Linked DNA regions of Sus scrofa: region 1 is linked to region 2. Evidence: chromatin contacts called from public Hi-C data. All regions are on one chromosome and are shown on one strand. The core of a region is the stretch at or near the end of the contact, and the rest is flanking DNA. Distances in the headings are between cores, read along the strand shown.

Region 1 (4,540 bases), core at 1,568-4,067, 160 kb before region 2:
GTGAGTTCACTTCACCTTGCCCCACCCTTCTCTATTTTCACACCTGGGAAAACAGAGACCCAGAGGGAGCTGGACACCTGCCAGTGAGCAGAGCTTGAGGCTTGAATCTAGGGCTCCCCTTTGGGTGTGGGGGGGTGTTCAGTCCTATCAGCCTCCCCTACCACCCTCAGAGATCCAGGCAAGCAGCAGCAGCAGAGCAGCCCCTCCTCGGGCCAGCAGGTGGTCAGGACAGCCCAGCCCACTGAGACCACAGGGCCCTCCTGATCTGGCCCCCAGCCTTTTTTGGGCAGTGGGGGTGGGGGTGGGGTTGGCTGGATTATATGGTAGTGTGATTTTTTTTTTTATAATTTATTTTTTTCCCCCACAGTACAGCAAGGGGATCAAGTTATCCTTACATGTATACATTTCTCCCTCCTTTTTTTTTCGATTTTTTTTAAATTTTAAAAACGTTTATACGTTTTTTGAAAGATTACACTTCTTTCAGTTACCACACAATGTTGGCTGTATTCCCTGTGTTGTACAATACATCCCTGTAGCCTGTCTTATACCTGATGGTTTGTTAGCCTCTCCCCTACCCCTATAGTGGCCTTCCCCCCTTCCCTCTCCCCACTGGTAACCACTAGTTTGTTCTATCTGTGAGTCAGCTTTTTTTTTTTTTTGCCTGTTTGTTATGGTCATTAGTTTGCCGTATTTTTTTAGACTTCACATATAAGTGAGAGCTTATGGTATCTGTGTCTCTGATTTATTTCACTTAGCATAGAGCCCTCCAAGTCCATCCATGCAGCTGCAAATAGCAAGATGATGTTCTTTTTTGCTGGCTATCCCCTCTGCCTTTTGAGGCAGCCCAACCCCACCTTGCCCAGGCTGAAGGCCAGGGCAAAAGAACAACCCTTCCCAGAGGGAAGGCTGCTATTATTCCACAGGGTCATCATCCTTCAGGGAAGTGGCCTTCCTTGCAGCTTCCTGGTCAGTCTCCCCAGGCGTCAGTGCTGGGAGGGGCCGGGATTGGCAGAGGCCACGCAAGCAGGTTGCTGTCCTCCTCCTTCCCCTCACCCTGTGACTCCTCCTCCCAGCCAGCCCCTGCCGTCCGTGAGCAGCCAGGGTGGGGGACAAAGATAGTGTAATCAGTGCCTGGCTGGTTCCATGACCATAAAATCAATCAACCTTCCATTTCACTTCAAAGGAGACTCTGATTCCTGGGGGCACAAGATGCCCCCAGTGGGGAAGAGAGTTCTGGACCCTGAAACCTTCAGAGGCCAAAGAGGAAGGCCCAAGAAGCCTCTCCAGGGCCCAGGACAACCCACAGAGGCACAGGCTTGGGGCTAGCATCTGGGCCCCTCTGACCTCTGTGAGCTGGCCCCGACCCTCCTGGAAGCTGCCCTGAGCATTTCTGCACCCCTGGCCCTCCCATCTGGCCTCCTCCTGCTGCCTGATTCCACAGGGCTCTTATTTTCTTCCTCACTCATGCTCTCTCTTCTCCTGCCCATGGGGTATGCTCTGGGTGGCCCCACCGGGGTCACTGGATTTCTTACCCATTGCCCCATCCCATTTCCTCCTCATTCATGTCATTTGCATTATTTCCCTGCCAGAATTTCAAGCATGAAGCCCATTTCTGCTGCCCTACCACCTGTGGCAGGCAACAGAGTGGCTCAGGGTACACAGGCCCTGGAGCAACTTCCTGGGTTCAAATCCCAGCTTCACCGACCACTAGCTATGTGAGTTTGCACAAACAGGTTAACCCCTCCATGCCTCTGTTTAACCTATCTGTACAAGGGGGGCCTTCCTCACAGGCTCCCTGTGAGAACAAGACCGCTTAACCCAGATGTTACCCTTGAATGGGGCGTGGTACCTCCTAAGTGCTCAAGAAAAAATCAGTGCTCTTGTGTCTTGTTTTCTCTGAACTTGCACCTCCAAAGTAGGGTGCCCCGGGACAAACCCTGAACTGACGTGGATCATCCCGCAAGATATGCATCATTTCCACCTCTCAGCTTGGTTTCCGGGGGAGGGATCCCTTTCCTATTAACTTGATGTGTGTGGGGAGCCTGGGAGCAGGGTGGGAGCCAAGCGGAGCCAGAGTGCCCTTCTGACGTTGCGGGGAGAAAGCAGCAGCCTGGGCCCAGGACCTAGGACCAGAAAGCAGACCTGAGGGCTCAGCTCAGCCTCTTGGTTTCAAATAGCCATGCCCTGCCCCTGGCAGGACACACTGAGAAAAGGATAGAAAGTTTCTGAGGGGAAACTGGTGTTATCTGAAAAACAGTACTACTGCTCCGCCTCCTTCGAGTGTTCCCGCAGTCCGCTCCCTGGGCAGAGATGTCTGGAAAACAATGACTCATGTGCTGGACAGCCTCTGGGCCCACCGAGGCCACGCCCCTGGTCTCCTGAGCTGCCCCAGGAAGGATCCAGCATCCCCAGAGACCGGGCTGGGGCTGAGACTTCCCTGAAGCAGCTTCCTGCAGACATTTTTTATGTTTGTTTTCTGAGCCTCACTAGAGCAGAGGAGCCAAGGACCTCTTCTCCCTGGATATATAGGTTGCTCAGGTAGCATGGTCTTCAGGTGCGGCTGGATCCAGATGATGTCCTTGAGAATCTGCCTCTCCTTATCTCTTGGCTCTGCTTTCCTCTGTGACCCTTGGTTTTGGCATCATTCGCAGACTCCACCTGGAGACCAGGCTGTTGCCTACAGCTCCAAACATATCAGCCATGCTGCCTGTAGTTTTGGAGTTTAGGGAAGAAAAAGAATTTCAGGAGTTAAGTCCCTGTGATTTTGATTGCATCACACATGACCTTCCCTGAGTCAGCCCCTGTGGCCAGGGGTGTGTGGTGTTTTGATTGGTCATGCCTGAGATCATCAGGGGTGTCATCTTGAGGACCAAGAGTTGAGAGTGGGATGGTTGCCCAGCACAATCAGGGTAGTATTATAGGCAAAGGAGGAGTGGACGCTGGGCGGGCAGGCACAAGGGATGCTCACCCTGGACCGAAAAACGTGCCTTAGCAATGCTGGGGAGGGATCCTGTCACTCTAAGTGTGGGAATCTGGGAAGGTTTTCCAGGGGAAAGGTCATTTGGAACTGGGCTTTGAAGGTTGAGTAGGAGTTTGCCAAGTAGCAGCATAGGGGCAATGCTGAGCTGGGGTTCACTGTGTAGTGAAGCAGGCACAGGCAAGAAGCTTGATTGTTATTCACATGTCCCATCTCTGTGTCTAGTGATGGTCCCTTCTGCCGGATCTGCCATGAGGGAGCGAATGGGGAGAGCTTGCTGTCTCCTTGTGGTTGCACTGGCACACTGGGCGCCGTGCACAAGAGCTGTCTGGAGAGGTGGCTTTCCTCATCCAACACCAGCTACTGTGAGCTGTGCCACACGGAGTTTGCAGTGGAGAAGCGGCCCCGGCCCCTCACAGAGGTACCCTTGGGAGCCTTGAGGTTGGAGTGGGCAGAGGGGAGGAAGACAGGCATGGGGCCAGAGAAGGGAGCTGCCCTGGAGGAATCCTGGTGGGCTGGGGAAATGGCTTCTCTATGAGGAGAATCTCTCCTCTCCCCAGGGTCAATTCTGCTGATAGGGGTGGGTAAGGCAGGCCTGAGGTTCCAGACCTGACAGACCCTGTGCCCCCTTCCTGTGTTGGTCACTTCAGGTGACCTAAAGCTGAGACCTAAGGAATGAGAAGGAGTCCCAACCTGGGGAAGGGCAGTCCTGGCAGAGGGCACAGCCATTGCAAAGTCCCTGAGGCCAGGAGGAGCTTGGTGTTCCTGAGAGAGCCCATGTGGCTTGAGTGGAGTGATTTAGAGGAGGGGAGAGCCTAGAAGGAGAGGTAGTGGCCTTACTACATTTTGTGGGCCAAACCTGGAGCTTAAACTGTAGTCTGAGTGTCAACGGATCTGGGTTTATTCCCAGGCCTGGTAGGAGCCACACAGCTTCCTAGAGCCCTGCTGACCACTTGGGTGCCCTCTAGGCTCCTCCCTGCCCAGCTTGGCATTGGGCAGCTGAGAGCTGCAGGGCAATGAAGCTGGGGATTGGGTGATGTAGGGGCTCCTGGAAGGGTCCCTGGCTTCCAGAGGACTTGGGCTCTTAAAAGCGCAGTGGAAGGAAGAGTCAGCCTGCCTGAACCCCGCCCCCCAACTCTTTCTTTCATGCTCTAGCCTCCTGCCCCACTGCACTCTGTCTGGACCACACACTCCCACTCCAGTGCCTTTGCACGTGCTGTTTCCACAGCCTGGAGCGCTGTTTCCTCCATTCCTCGTGCTGCTCCTTCTGCTCATTTGGTTCTCTACGGTGCCACCTCCTCAGCAAAGCCTTCTCCGCCCTGATCATCTGCTGTGTGTCATGCCTCCCAAGATGGGCATGGAAGTTCTATATGGGCAGGGACTCTTTCCATTCCATTCACCAGAATTTTGTGATGAAGCCCATTCCTCTTACTCCATCATCTGTGGCAGGCAGAGTAGCGTGGCAGGCAGTGTAGCACAGTGGCCAAGAGCATACAGGCCCTGGAGCAAGGCTTCCTGGGCTCTGATGCTGGCTTTGTGGATGACCAGTCATGTGAGTTTGCA
Region 2 (4,394 bases), core at 1,818-4,317:
AATGCCACCTCCTCATAGAAGACATCCCAGCTATAATCACCTGTCCCTTCTTGCACTGTTCCCTCTTTATTTCTTTGGTGGTGGCACTTACCTCAATCTGTTATTATTATTATTATTATTTTCTTTTTATCTTTTCTAGGGCCACTTCCCACAGCATATGGAGGTTCCCAGGCTAGGGGTCTAAGCAGAGCTGTAGCTGCCACCTACACCACAGCCACAGCAACGCAGGATCCGTGCCATGTCTGCAAACTACGCCACAGCTCATGGCAATGCTGGATCCTTAACCCACTGAGCAAGGCCATGGATCGAACCTGCAACCTCATGGTTCCTAGATGGATTCGTTAACCACTGTGCCACTACAGGAACTCCTCCCTCTCTCCTTTAGAGTATCACCTTCAAGAGGGCAGAGACTATGACTGCTTCTTTGTCCTGTATCCCCAACACAGGCTCTAAAACATTAAGAATTCAACCCACATTCATTCAAGGAATAAATGGTGCCATGGGCTGGGGTTTGGGGACCAGTGGAGGCATCCAGGCTCTCCCTACGAGGTCTCAGAAAAGTCACAGGTAGGTTTGGGGGGGCGGGGGCCGTCCCTGTTCTGAACCCAGGGGGCTGGGGCTCCGCAGGCTTAAACCAGGTTCTCTAGGTCGATCAGCACGCTCAGCTCTGAGCCACACCAGCTTCTCCTGCGGCCTGGGTGGACCCACAGGAAATAGAGCCAAGGACCTGACTTGTTTCAAAGGCCCCTCTGACCCCGCAGGAGCCAGAGAGGCTCAGGGGCGCGTATTGTGTGCGGGGAGGCAGCGGCAACTCAAGCACTTGCAAGGAGCACCTGAGCTGGCGGGCAAGTGCCGCGCGCCCTTTCAGTTTGCCAGGCCCTGTGCTCGCGGGGCGTCTAGGTGCTCTGAGGCAGCACGATCTGCGCTGCTACCTCTTCCCACTACAGCACCAGCGCCGCAGCATCAGACGGATGCCTACGCTCGGCGCAGGCCATGGTGCGCGATGCGTGTGTCATGGGTGGAAGCCGCAGGGCAGGACATTGGGCATGTGGGGCCTCGGCCTGGGACTGTCTGGGAGCAGCTCAAAGACAGAAGCCCCTGGAATTGAAGAGGTCTTGATGGCTGAGAGGACCCTGGCGACTTCGCCAGCCGGCATCACACAGCTGTGAGTGACCCCGTGCTTCACACTTGGAAGAAGACAATGACCGGGCGGGGCCAGTGGGCGGGGCCTGGGCTGCAGTTGGGAGGGGCAAGAGTGTGAGTGGGCCTTGGAGCATCCCTCTTGGAGGCAGGAAGGCAGAGCCCTGATTCGGGGCAGGGCCTTGGAGGAGGCCTAGGAGGCGTGGTCTCCAAGGTGGGAAGTCTTCTAAAGCCTTGGTGGTGCCTCGATGCTGACTCTGCAGCTGCCCTGGAGAGTGACGGTGCATTTGGGGCCGGGAAGGGGCAGGGCTTGGGCTGAGGGAGGAGCCTGAGAGGACCCGTGGCTCCAAGGAAGGACCGAGCGGAGGCAACGACGGGGTGGATGGTGAAGGGAGGATGTGCTTTTCTGCTGCCTGCCCTGTGCCACGATGCACGGCCACCTGCATCAGACCTGAAAGTTGGAGACGCACGGGCAGCTGGGCTGCAATGAGGGCCTAGATTGATGGGGGAAGGGACATCAAGAGAGTGGGGGCTCAACAGCCTGCGTAACGCACCCTAGGTTCTCCAAGGTCCGGGTGTATGCGGACACGAGCAATGAGAAGGCCCAGGAAATGGGAAGGGGGCTGTGTTGGCTGCGCCCTTGGCCACTCCAGCAACTCCCCCAGGGCCTTCCCTCCCCAGGGTGAGGTGCTGGACCTGGCCGCCATCAGCCCCCATCCTCGGCGGGTGGCCTATAGCAGCTCACACACGGACGCCCTGATACAGCAACATCTTGACCATGCTGAGCAAAATTTCCAGGGTGCAGTCCTGGCTTGGGGTGTTGGGGCCTGAGGGCTTGAGGAGGTGAGAGCTGGGGGCCAGGAGCCTGGGGGCTGAGGGTGGGCCTGAGTGAGGGGGTGTGGCTGCGGGAAAGCCTCCTGCGGATGCTCTGGCTACAAGCGGTTGTATACATTTGTGAATGTGTAGGTGTTAGCCGTTGTGTGCACAGGGATGTGTTTAGGGAAAAGGAGCACAGTGACTAGGAAGCCTGGGAATTCAATCTGTGTTTGAATCTGGCTTCTACCACTTAAGGACTGTGGGCTTGGGTGAATCACCCAATTTTTCCCTGCCTCCGTGTCCTCTTTCATTGTGGATTATTTGTTCTGCGAATACTTACTGAATACCCACTGTGTGCCAGGCACTTTGTGAACAAAACAGACACAAATCCCTGCTCTTGTGGGCCTGGCTGACAATACAGATGGAGAAATGAAAGTGTTCAACATGCCAGATGGCAGTGAGTGCCATGTATGTGCATGAGGGGAGGGGTGTGCAGTTTTAGGTGACTTTCAGGTAAAGAATGGAAGGCCATGAGCAGTGAGCTGGGCAGTGCTTCAGGGGGGAGAGCCTCTTTGGCAGAGGGAGGAGTATGTGCAAAGGCCCCGAGGCAGGAATTTACTTGGTAAATTCCCTCGTGGTTGGAAGCTAATGAGTGAAAGAGAGGGGTGGAGAGGGAGGAGGTGAGAGCAGAGAAGGGACAGACCAGGTCATGCAGGGCTCTAGGGAGAAAGATGGTGCTTGGTTTTTCAGTCTGGGAGGGCAGTTAAAGCAGTTCCTCCTGCCTGCGTGGGGATGACAATAGCACTGACCCCAAGGAGTTGTTATAAGAATTATAAGAATTAATATGTGGAAAGTGATAGTACTGTGTCTGACGCATACTGAACATGCATGAAATATTAGGCTGTTATTACGTGTGGTGGTTAAGTGTGTCTCAGGGTGTGTCTGCCCTGCAGCTGAGCCGAGTAGCTTTTAGTGAGTTTGTTGTTGTGAAAGAATCTTGCTAAAGCTATTAAAAAAAAAAAACCCTGCTGGGTGTTTGAAAGCCCTGCTGGGGTTACTGCTCTCTGGCTGGGACAGGCTCTTTTGTATAACAGATGTTATCCAGATGTCAGCCGGGGTTACTCAGGCCTCAGAGATTTGGCGCCTGCCTCTCTCCCACGACCTGCGGGAAGCCCAGCGCCCTCCTGGAGATGTCTGCAAATTCCCAGGGCCTGTGTTCTCATGCTGGCTTCTTGGCTTGAGTTACTGCCTGCTGAATCCTTGATCTTACCTGCCTTCATGGGGCCAACCCTTTGGGGGAATCAGTTCAGTTTTCTTGATCTCCCCCAGACCACCCGCGTGTGATCCCTACACACTTATCTGATTGCCCTGAGGGTGGCCCACAAGATGTGGTGTTCTCCCCAAGAGGCTGCCATCCCAAAGGTTTTCACATTGTTTGAGCTCCTGCGATGAGCTTCCCAAAGATGTTGCTTGACACACATTCCACCGTCCAAAGGAAAAGTTTGCACACTTCCTGCACCACAGCAAAGTTTATGACCTGCTCAGAGTGAACTGGGTGGTCGTGAAAAGGCTTGGAAGCAGTTAGTTGGACCAGAGTTGGCTGTGGAAAGTCCAGGCAGGGGCAGATGTGAGCTGACTGGCACAGAACAGGGAGAGGAGGTTTGCAGTGAGCAGTAATAGTAGAATCAGCCTGGATGCAAAACCTGGCTCCAGCCCTTATCAGTGGGAGATGTAATCTCCCCATAGCTCAGTTTCCTCATCTGCAAAATCAGCTCATTCCTAGGAAACATCAAGAGCCCAGAAACAGTTACAATGAACCAGACTTCTGGAAAATGAGGCATGGGCGACTTCAGACAGAGTCTGCTGTAGGCTATTGGGCAGTTCCTGTAATTGTCGCTAACTGCTTTCTCAGGGTGTGGATGGTTAGGGCTCAGAGGTCAAAGCTGTGGCAGCAGAACCTTGCATGCCCCCCCACCCCTGGGGCAGGTCATGACGTATGGGACAAGCCCAGAACTGGTCTAGTTCCAAGACAAGTGTGTGGGCTGTGCTAAGAAACAGGCATTCCACTCAAGCCTGGAATTAAGACCAGGGTCATGCTTAACCTGAACCATAGTTCAGTACTGCTGTCATATGGACCAAATTGCCCGAGACTGTTCTCTGTGAGGCTTGTTTGATTTCTGCATAATTGTAATTGTCACATTTGGTATCAACTTGAATAGGAAACGGGCTCCTGGAATAGGTCTTCGAGAGAATATTATACAATGCTTTTCTTTCCTTTCCTTTCCTTTCCTTTTTCTCTCTTTTTTTCTTTTGCAGCCACACCTGTGGCATAGAGAAGTTCCCAGGCCAGGGATAGAATCTCAGCCTCAGCTGTGACCTCCACTGCAGCTGTGGCAATGCCGGATCCTTAACTCACTGTACCACAGTGGAAACTCCTA

The links. A called contact is a pair of places that touch in the nucleus more often than the background predicts.
Region 1: a Hi-C map of embryonic fibroblasts shows a contact between it and region 2, with 2.1 times the contacts expected there. The contact joins two enhancer-like sites. A contact is called at or near these places in 2 of 47 Hi-C or Micro-C datasets (embryonic fibroblasts and omental adipose tissue).

Annotation. Positions count from the first base shown.
Region 1 is chr2:70,866,313-70,870,852 of Sscrofa11.1, reverse strand. It overlaps MARCH2 (membrane associated ring-CH-type finger 2), which reads left to right. Exons shown (of 5, transcript NM_001244915.1): 3 at 3,203-3,398. Among named protein-coding and RNA genes, the nearest start is that of MARCH2, 8.8 kb to the left of the region's middle. Within about 2 kb of position 2,817, at least 35 of the 83 cell types and tissues checked have an H3K27ac peak or open chromatin away from gene starts, as enhancers often do. A contact at or near this core is called in embryonic fibroblasts and omental adipose tissue, where this site is marked.
Region 2 is chr2:70,708,169-70,712,562 of Sscrofa11.1, reverse strand. No RefSeq gene overlaps it. Among named protein-coding and RNA genes, the nearest start is that of ADAMTS10, 24 kb to the left of the region's middle. Within about 2 kb of position 3,067, at least 14 of the 83 cell types and tissues checked have an H3K27ac peak or open chromatin away from gene starts, as enhancers often do. A contact at or near this core is called in embryonic fibroblasts and omental adipose tissue, where this site is marked.